Regions from separate parts of the Arachis hypogaea genome. Here region 1 is linked to region 2. The links are chromatin contacts, called in public Hi-C maps. All regions are on one chromosome and are shown on one strand. Each heading gives the region's core, a stretch centred on a gene start, on an enhancer-like site or on the middle of the called end of the contact. The rest is flanking DNA. Distances are from core to core; before and after follow the strand shown.

The links. Hi-C and Micro-C count contacts between places; a contact is called where the count stands out from the background.
Region 1: a Hi-C map of leaf shows a contact between it and region 2, with 8 times the contacts expected there. The contact joins the promoter of LOC112698754 here to the promoter of LOC112698673 in region 2. A contact is called at or near these places in 2 of 8 Hi-C or Micro-C datasets (both in leaf).

What each region holds. Positions count from the first base shown.
Region 1 is chr1:96,585,850-96,590,030 of arahy.Tifrunner.gnm2.J5K5, forward strand. It overlaps LOC112698754 (PTI1-like tyrosine-protein kinase At3g15890), which reads right to left and starts at 2,262. Exons shown (of 3, transcript XM_025751659.3): 1 at 1,869-2,262; 2 at 1,625-1,775; 3 at 39-1,307. The coding sequence starts at 1,918. The coding sequence ends at 381.
Region 2 is chr1:96,449,488-96,453,901 of arahy.Tifrunner.gnm2.J5K5, forward strand. LOC112698673 (pathogenesis-related protein PR-1) reads right to left here and starts at 2,682. Exons shown (of 1, transcript XM_025751654.3): 1 at 1,758-2,682. The coding sequence starts at 2,682. The coding sequence ends at 2,068. LOC112698637 (CBL-interacting serine/threonine-protein kinase 21) reads right to left here. Exons shown (of 12, transcript XM_025751652.3): 9 at 4,221-4,331; 10 at 4,010-4,129; 11 at 3,769-3,909; 12 at 1,758-3,682. The coding sequence ends at 3,581.

The DNA.
Region 1 (4,181 bases), core at 1,012-3,511, 140 kb after region 2:
AATATAAAATGACATCCGAATTGCAAAACCCAAACAACTCGTTAAAATAAAATGAGTAAATTCATAAAATAGTAAAATAAAGATTAATTACTATTAAATCCGTATTTTTGCTAATGTGTAAATTAGTAAAAATTTAGGTGAAGTCGACTTCACGTGAAGTTGATATTTAAGAGTCGTTAGATAAAAATTTAGTCAAATAAGTCAAATTATTTAACGGCTCTCAGATATCAACTTCTTGTGAAGTGGACTGCACCTGAGTTTCTATGGTGTAAATCCCAATGTTTTGATTCAACCTTCACATTTTTACTTTATAGACTTTTCACTCTAAAAAGTTTGATCATATTGTTGATGCAAGTGTGAGCTTGAAAGGATCATGATTATTATGGTGGTAAGTTCATCTTTTGGACCTGAATGGCACTAAAAACACCATAGCCGGCGCTGCTATTAGTTGCATCATCATCAAGATCATCATCACCATGATGATCAAGTGGCATCAATGTATCAGTGTATTTGACAGTGTGAAGCCTAGTGTTCAAAACAGTGTTATGATTGGGTTCATACCCTTTGAGAAGGTTAACCACTTGCTTCATGTTGGGTCTCTTATCAGGCTCACTCTGCACGCAAAGTGCAGCCACATGAATGGCTTGCTTCACCTGATTCTCATCAAAGTTACCTCTGAGTTTAGGATCAACAAGATCCCCGAACCTTGATTTACTTATGAATGGCTCAGCCCATTCGGTTATGGTTCTCTTAATCCCACCAGGGAGCTTCTCAATTGGCTTTCTTCCAGTTACAAGCTCCAAGAGAAGAATCCCAAAGCTATAAACATCGCAACTCTCGGAGACTTTTCCCCACATGGCGTATTCGGGTGCCAAGTATCCCAAAGTGCCCTTAACACGGGTAGTCATGTGGCTAACCCCTTCAGGGATCAGCTTAGCGAAGCCGAAGTCAGCAACAAGCGGCTCGAAGTCTGAGTTGAGAAGAACGTTGCTTGCTTTGATGTCTCTGTGGATGATGTGTGGTGTGACGTCATGGTGCAAATACAACACTCCTTCTGCAGATCCAATTGCAATCTTCATTCTCCTTTTCCAATCCAGTTGCACTTCATTTGCAAACTGCCCATGCAGATGAGAAAGAAGGCTCAGATTCGCCATGTAATCGTACACTATAAGCCTTTCTTCATTCCCTGCACAGTACCCTCTCAGTCCCAACAAATTCTTGTGCCTAACCCTTCCCAGTACTTCTACTTCTACCGCAAATTCCATCTCTGCCTTCGAGTTCATTGCCTTCAGTTTCTTCACCGCTATCTGCCAACACTTTCATTCAAATTAAATCTTACGCCAAGAGATTCAGAAGAAAGTGTAGGATATCAGTATTTTTATTAAAATTTGGTCAATAGTAAAAGATAAATGAGTAATTTTTTATCATTAAATAAAATTTTACACTATTAAAAACATTATTAATAGTTAATTAATGACTACAAATCACAAAATCTACTGAATCTCAACACTCTTCTTCAAATATATAAATAGTTATATTTCTGGTTCTTTTATGACTATTTACGCAGTAAATAGTCATGTGATATTGGATGCACGTATAAAATATCAAAATTAAATATAGTTACCTCATGACCATCACTTGTTTTTCCCCAATACACGCTTCCAAATCCACCTTCACCAAGCTTATTGTCCTCACTGAATCCATTCGTAGCTGCATGCAGCTCCTTGTACGTGAATATTCTCCATGAATTGTTAACTGCACCAAATGCTGTTTGCCTGCAACCACCAACATTATTAATTATTTCGCACCAAAAGTAAAATTTCTCTTTCTAACAGCTAATAATCAACAATAAATTAAATTAGACATACGCTGCTTCTTCAATTTTGTCAGAGCCACAGCAACTCAGGGAGGATCCCATACTAATTACTTTGCACTATACCTTATGAGATCGATGAATTAAGAAAGGTATGTGCTTAATTAATTAGTGTAGTGAATGAAGCTTGTTGTGTGCAAATAGAATATACTGTTTTCGAGAGTACTATACACATACATGCAGCCCTTTCTCTTTCTATATATCAAATACAATTCATTCAAGTCCATATTACCAAAAAAAGATAACTTTATATTATATATCTTTTGTAAACGCCGGCCGAATCGACCTTGGCCGGCTTCTGCCTTTTAAAATTCAACTTTGCATTAACAACTAAATAACGAAGGCTCTTCAAAATAATACTATTACGTAAATACGTATACTTTGCATTTAACATCATATATATATATATATATATATATATATATGAACAAATAGGTCTCTATATCATTAACAAAGTTTATTCCCTTAATTTTGATTTTCGGCCGTTCTCCCACGACTTTGTTATTAATTTATAGTATAAGGAACTAACTTTATCAGGCGCTATAAATAAATAAATGAAAATAGTCTTTTTCCAACCCTTTACTAATAAATGCATTATTAGTTTTTTTTATTGTATAAACGAGTTTATTAGTTGCCCGTGTTAATTATGTTTGACTGAATAATGTTTTAATGGTATACGCCCCAAGCGGGAAAAAACTATAAATATTCTCAATAGAAATAGTAGTACTTGGTTTGGGTAAGAGACGACTTTCTTTCTTTCTTTCTTTTTTTTAAAAAAAAAAAACTTATTTAATATTGTGGCCACCTGACTTAGTTTACGTGATAATAACCATAGGACTAAGAATGATATGACTCCATAACCAATAAACTTTAGTTTTAAATTCTCTAAAATTTGAATTTTAATTTAAAAAATTAAGTATGATTATTTATTTTTAAATAATTTTTTTTATATTTATTTTTTGTCTCACCTATGAAATTAATAATAAAATCATATTTTATTTTTTAGAGTAAAATTTAAACTTTAAAAAATTCAAATCCGTATATCTGATGATCTCAAGTTGCCTAGAGGCAAAACTCTTGAAAAGTAATCAGAAACTCTTATTATGCCAAGTGGACGAATTCTCGGTGCCCAAGTATGTATCTTGAAAATATGCAGGAAATAAATATTGACATTCCATTTTTTAATCGATTCAATTCCAAACTGCTAGATGACATTCGTATATATGTTTTACATACTTTTTATTCATTTCCAAATATTTTTAGGGAATACTCTCTCCCATCTTTCTCATTGAATTTCTTGTTAGAAACATCTGATGAATACTATATACGCTGCTCAATGCAAATTAGTAGTCAGTGGTGGGCAGGGATGGATCCAAGTATAGAGGTGTAGGGGCAAACACCCCACTACAATTTGAAATTTTATAATTTAAAATTTTTTTAAATAGTATATGATAATAATATTTATTTGTTTTTATTAAATTATTAAATTTAATTCTACAATAATTTTTTATTCAACTTTTGGTATTTAATCGTCAATTTAAAAATTTTATATTAGATATTCGTTAAAACGATCAATTCTCGTATTTAAATGAAATTAGTTTTTTTTTAAATTAACTCAAAGAAATATTATTTATCTTCTTTTCAAATTAGCTTTAATTTTTGCGTAGCAACTGTATTAATTGAAAGAACTTTTTTAACTATGAATATCAATAAGAGTCGGCTTCTAATTGTGTTGGGAAGTGAATTTCTAAATAATTGTTTAATAATATATATAGAAAGAGAAAAATTTTGATAGTAGTATTAAGAGAAAAATTACTTACTTTTTTAAAAATATAAAACCTAAAACAATAGAATTTTAAATTATGTATTATTATTTAAATTACTATTTTAGTGTTTTAATTTGTATATTAGATATTTTGAAGCCTAATCATATTTTTCAATAATAAAATATAATCATAACAATAATTGTGCTATATATACATAAAAAAATTATCTATTAAAATATAAAATACAAAATAAAAATAAGTTAAACAATATATATATTTATACACAGATATATAGTGATTAATAAATAATTTAATATTTAATTTTTTTATACATATATTATTTTTATTATAAAAATTATGATTATGTTATATAAATTTTGCCCCACTACTAAAATTTTCTGAATCTGGTCGTGGGTAATAATATCTTTTCATGGGTGGGTCAGAAGTGGCACACATTTTTATTATTTTGGTCATGATTTTTTTCTGTAATATTCCTAATTCAGTATATTAAGAATTAATTTATCGTAAATTAGATCTCAATT
Region 2 (4,414 bases), core at 1,432-3,931:
CTCTTCTTCTTGTTCATCGCTCTCTTCTCATTCTTCTGTTTGGGGCTCTTGCTCATGTCGATAATAGATGGTGGTAGCACTGCAAGTTCTGTTCGTTTTCCATCTAACTAAAACCGGACGAGAAAGTCAAGCAAGAGCAAAAAATCAGGAATGTCAGAATGGTGCGGTTGTGGCTACCAACTGGTTCTCAGATGGTCTGGGACTTACAATTGTAATTTTTCTAACTCACATTATAATTGGGACAACCATAAAATGGTTTGTCTGGATTTGAATCTGTCTCAGACCATCTGAGAACCGGCCGACAACCACAACCGCACCATTCTAGCACCTCCGATCTTTCTGCTCTTGCTTGGCATTCTCGTCCGGTTCCAGCTAGATGGAGAACGAAAGAACTTCCACCTGCAGTGCTACCACCACTCATCATCGACATAAGCAAGAGCCCCAAATGGAAGAATGAGAAGAGAGCGATGAACAAAAAGAGATAAACTTTATGAAAATTTGGGGATTTAGGGTTAAATATAGTGGGAGACACCAATGTGAGTGTAAATTGGAAATGAGCCAGCTAGCCGTTAGAGCTATCCAGCGTGGCAAAACGATGCCACTTCAACGTTCCGATGATGACTCATCACTAAAAATATGTCCAGGAACCACTATGAATACTCGGAACTTTATCTGAAAGATTACAATAGAAAAATCGAAATCTAAAGGACAACATTAAATATTCAGGCGAATCTCATAGACTACTATGGAGATTTATTTCACTTTCTTAAAAAAACAACAGCTATAAGTATATAATATAACTTAGTTATAATTATAATTATATATTTTAAAATAATCAAAATAAAAATATTTTTATAAAAAAATGTTCAATATTTAGTTTTTAATATATATTTATTAAATAATTTAGTTAACAAGTATTTTAAAGATATATATTGAAATTATCCTTAAAAATTCTTTTATAATAATATATAAAATTTAAATTTTAAAAATATTTTAATATGTATTTATTAAAAAGAATTACTAGTAATTTAATATGTGACATTAAAATATATATCAGCTAAACTGAAACAACAAAGATGAATATAAAGCATTTATTACTAGGAGACATTAGTGAATTTTAAACAATTATAATTGATTAATCCACGAGGTGGTTGGTTGTATTTTGTTTTCAAATTTAATTTCTAACTAGATTGAATCAGAGTAGGCAGATATGTTTGCAGAGCCTTCAGATCAGAGTATGGACATACTCAACTACTGCAACCGAATTAAGATGATCTTGAATTGGGCAACGCATAGAAACTTTTCGGAGGGTAAGATTGCTTACAGTTGTAAAATACTAAAATAGTTATTTTGACTCAAGACCAAAAATTAAAAAAAAAATGTTATTTTGCCTGTGTAGTAATAAGTCTACTAGTAGAGTAGATATAATGTCAGTAACAACTTTTGACCCTTGCTTACACCCAAAAGTAAGTTCACATTGGCCTCTCTCTCGTACTAATTAGTTATCGATTGGATTTAACATTTGAAAAACCTATGAACCACTAATATTGAAACTACTACCATTATAAATAATTAAAGAGAGAAGAAGGTTAAATAAATTCTTGAGAATTTACATTTTTATAGATTATTTAAAAAAATATTAATAAAAAGAAAAAAGAAAAAAGTTCTTATTGGACTGATCTTAGGATTATGATCAATAATGAACGAGTTTTGAGCAGGTTAACCTAACATAAAAAAAAGTAGTTAAAACTGAAAAATAGGGCAATGCAAGCCAACTAAGCTGGCAATTTAATAGTTTATTAATTACTTTATTTCAAGCTTGACTTAAACAAGTCGTAACGACATGCAACTGATCCCCAACAACTAACGATACCCCTTCACTTACCACTTAACATAATTGTCTCATCTCAAACACTAATAAATAAATAATTAAAGGCCAATTCCACCACCTATGTACTTTATAGTTTTCATATATTATCTATTCACGCTAACATGCATAATAATTAATAACCACTGCATAATGCATACACAAATATATACTATAGTATACCATATATTTGATATAATTTAATAGGGTCGTTCCCCAACATAATTTCCCACAGGATCATAGTTACAAGTCATGAAAACATCACCAGAATCGCACACAACTCTAGCACAACCAATTTTTCTGGTGGTCTTCCACACAATCTGAGTGTAATGGCCACACATCTGTCCTTCTTCACAAGAATTGGTTGCATAAGTGTAGTACTTCTCTTCATCAGCCCAAGCTTTCACTGCATCGGTTGGGGTCCAATCAGAGCCACTTCCCCAGAATATGTTCTCCCCAAGCTTGAAATCGTTCTCCGGGAATGAGTGTTCAAGCTTGCAATCTTGTTTCCTCTGGCTGCCCCACCACCTTGCATATTGCTCAAGCTGGAAGTCCCACATCAGTGGCAGTTCCCATTTCGTTGCTCGGACCAGGTTGTGCCTGAACAAGAACTCTAGTGACTCTGCTATGCACCCCCAGCATAGTTGCTTTGATACCTTGTATATGGTTTCGTTGCTTGGTCTTGTTTTCTTCTGGCTTAGTTGATGATTGAGTCGAGAAACTAATGAAGAAGAAGGAGATGAGAGAGTTTTTGTAGTGAAGGTGGCAAGGAGGAACAAGAGTATTAGGAGAAGTAAATGGGGTTTCATTTTCATATTGGATTACTTTGTGTTAATTTTAGTATGTCTGGCACCAAATTTTGAGCTATGTACCTTGCTTTATATATGGAGTTAATGGCCAACCAATTAAGTGTTGAGAGTGTCTTAATTAGTATAAAATACTTAGACATTAGAAATAATGAAAATGAATGTGTGGTTGGAATCTAAGCTGGGTTGTTGTGTAAGGGAATCAGCAATAATGAAGTCATGTGATTAGTGAGTGATTAGTATTCTAATATTAAAATAAAAAGGCATTTTCAGCTTTAGATGTGGCACATTATTGTGGTTTGTGGAGTAGGAAAATTTTGGCATATTAGCAGAGACTATAGTATTACTATCCCTTGTGAAGGAATAAGGATGATTGAATAATATTGATGAATGGTTGGTTAATGGTTGATAGTTCCCCCGTGAGTAAGGGATCTCTGTTGTGCTCGTGAGTTTTCCCTTGTCTATACTCTGAGACATGAGTGCCCACCATGGGAGGTTCTAGAACTATAAAATCTACACATGTCACAACAACCAAGTGTGATATCTGTTGTTCACATGCATGCTTATATTACTGTAATAACGAGGTAACAACTACCAATGTTGAAGTAAATAAATAATGATGTGAAGATTGGTACTTAATGTTCTACTCTTGTCTTTTGCTACTTGGAACTTTGTTTAATGGCAAGAACATTGTTTGAAAAACATGCTTAATATTTATGTGAATATGACATTTCCACATTCACATAATCACAATTACATATTCTTTTGGACTTTGATATAATCCTTGATTGCCAAACCCTTTAGCCTGGCGAACTTATTCTATAACTTCATTGAATGAATAAAGTCAATCTTAAAGCAGATTTATATCCTCTAACCCTTCATTGCTGAAATAGATAATTGAAAGTTATCATAAATGCGTTGAATCAGCAACATCCTTAGATTCTTCTTGCTCCTGTGATGATGTCAAACCAGATTTTTGTTCCAGCAGACTTGATAGACTTTCACAGAACTGATAAGTGATAACCAAAATCAAAATCAGTGACCTAATTGATGAAATTAACTTTCATATTCATCTTATAGTAATATTTTTCTTACTTTGGTATATGTTCTTAGATCTCCTGCAGATCTTGATATCTCTACAACACAATGAGTTGGAGCAACTTCAATCAACTGGGCTGATAGGTCAAAGTATGATCTAGAACATCTATTCATCATCTGTTTCGGGTGTAATTTTATCTGATATATTAAGATTGAAATTAATTCCATATGGTGTACCAAACTCTAGAAAAAAAGTACATATTTACATACACACATTTAATTAATAATCAAATTATACCTTAAAGTTGTTTATTTTCTCTACTGACAACCTCATATCTGTTGCAGCAGCTTCAATTTTTTCTGTTGTTTCATTGATTGTGTGTTTGGATCCAAACCTTGTCTTCTGCTTCTTGAGATCCTAAAATTAAACTGGAAAAGATTAGCATCTGTAATAATTGAATGTAACATAGAGATAGAAAATTAATCCTCTTTTAGATTTGTAGACATGCCTGTTCTTCTTCAAAAAGGCCAGAAAGATCAAGGTCCTGTGACATGGCTATTAGTTGAAATGCATTAATGAAACTTGAGGACTTTGGTATCTTTGATTCTCTGATTTTCTCCTACAGGCACAGATTGTTATCATTAATAAGAGTGAGTTTATCTATGTTACTTTCTTTTGAAGTTGCTGTTTTTTAAGGAATTA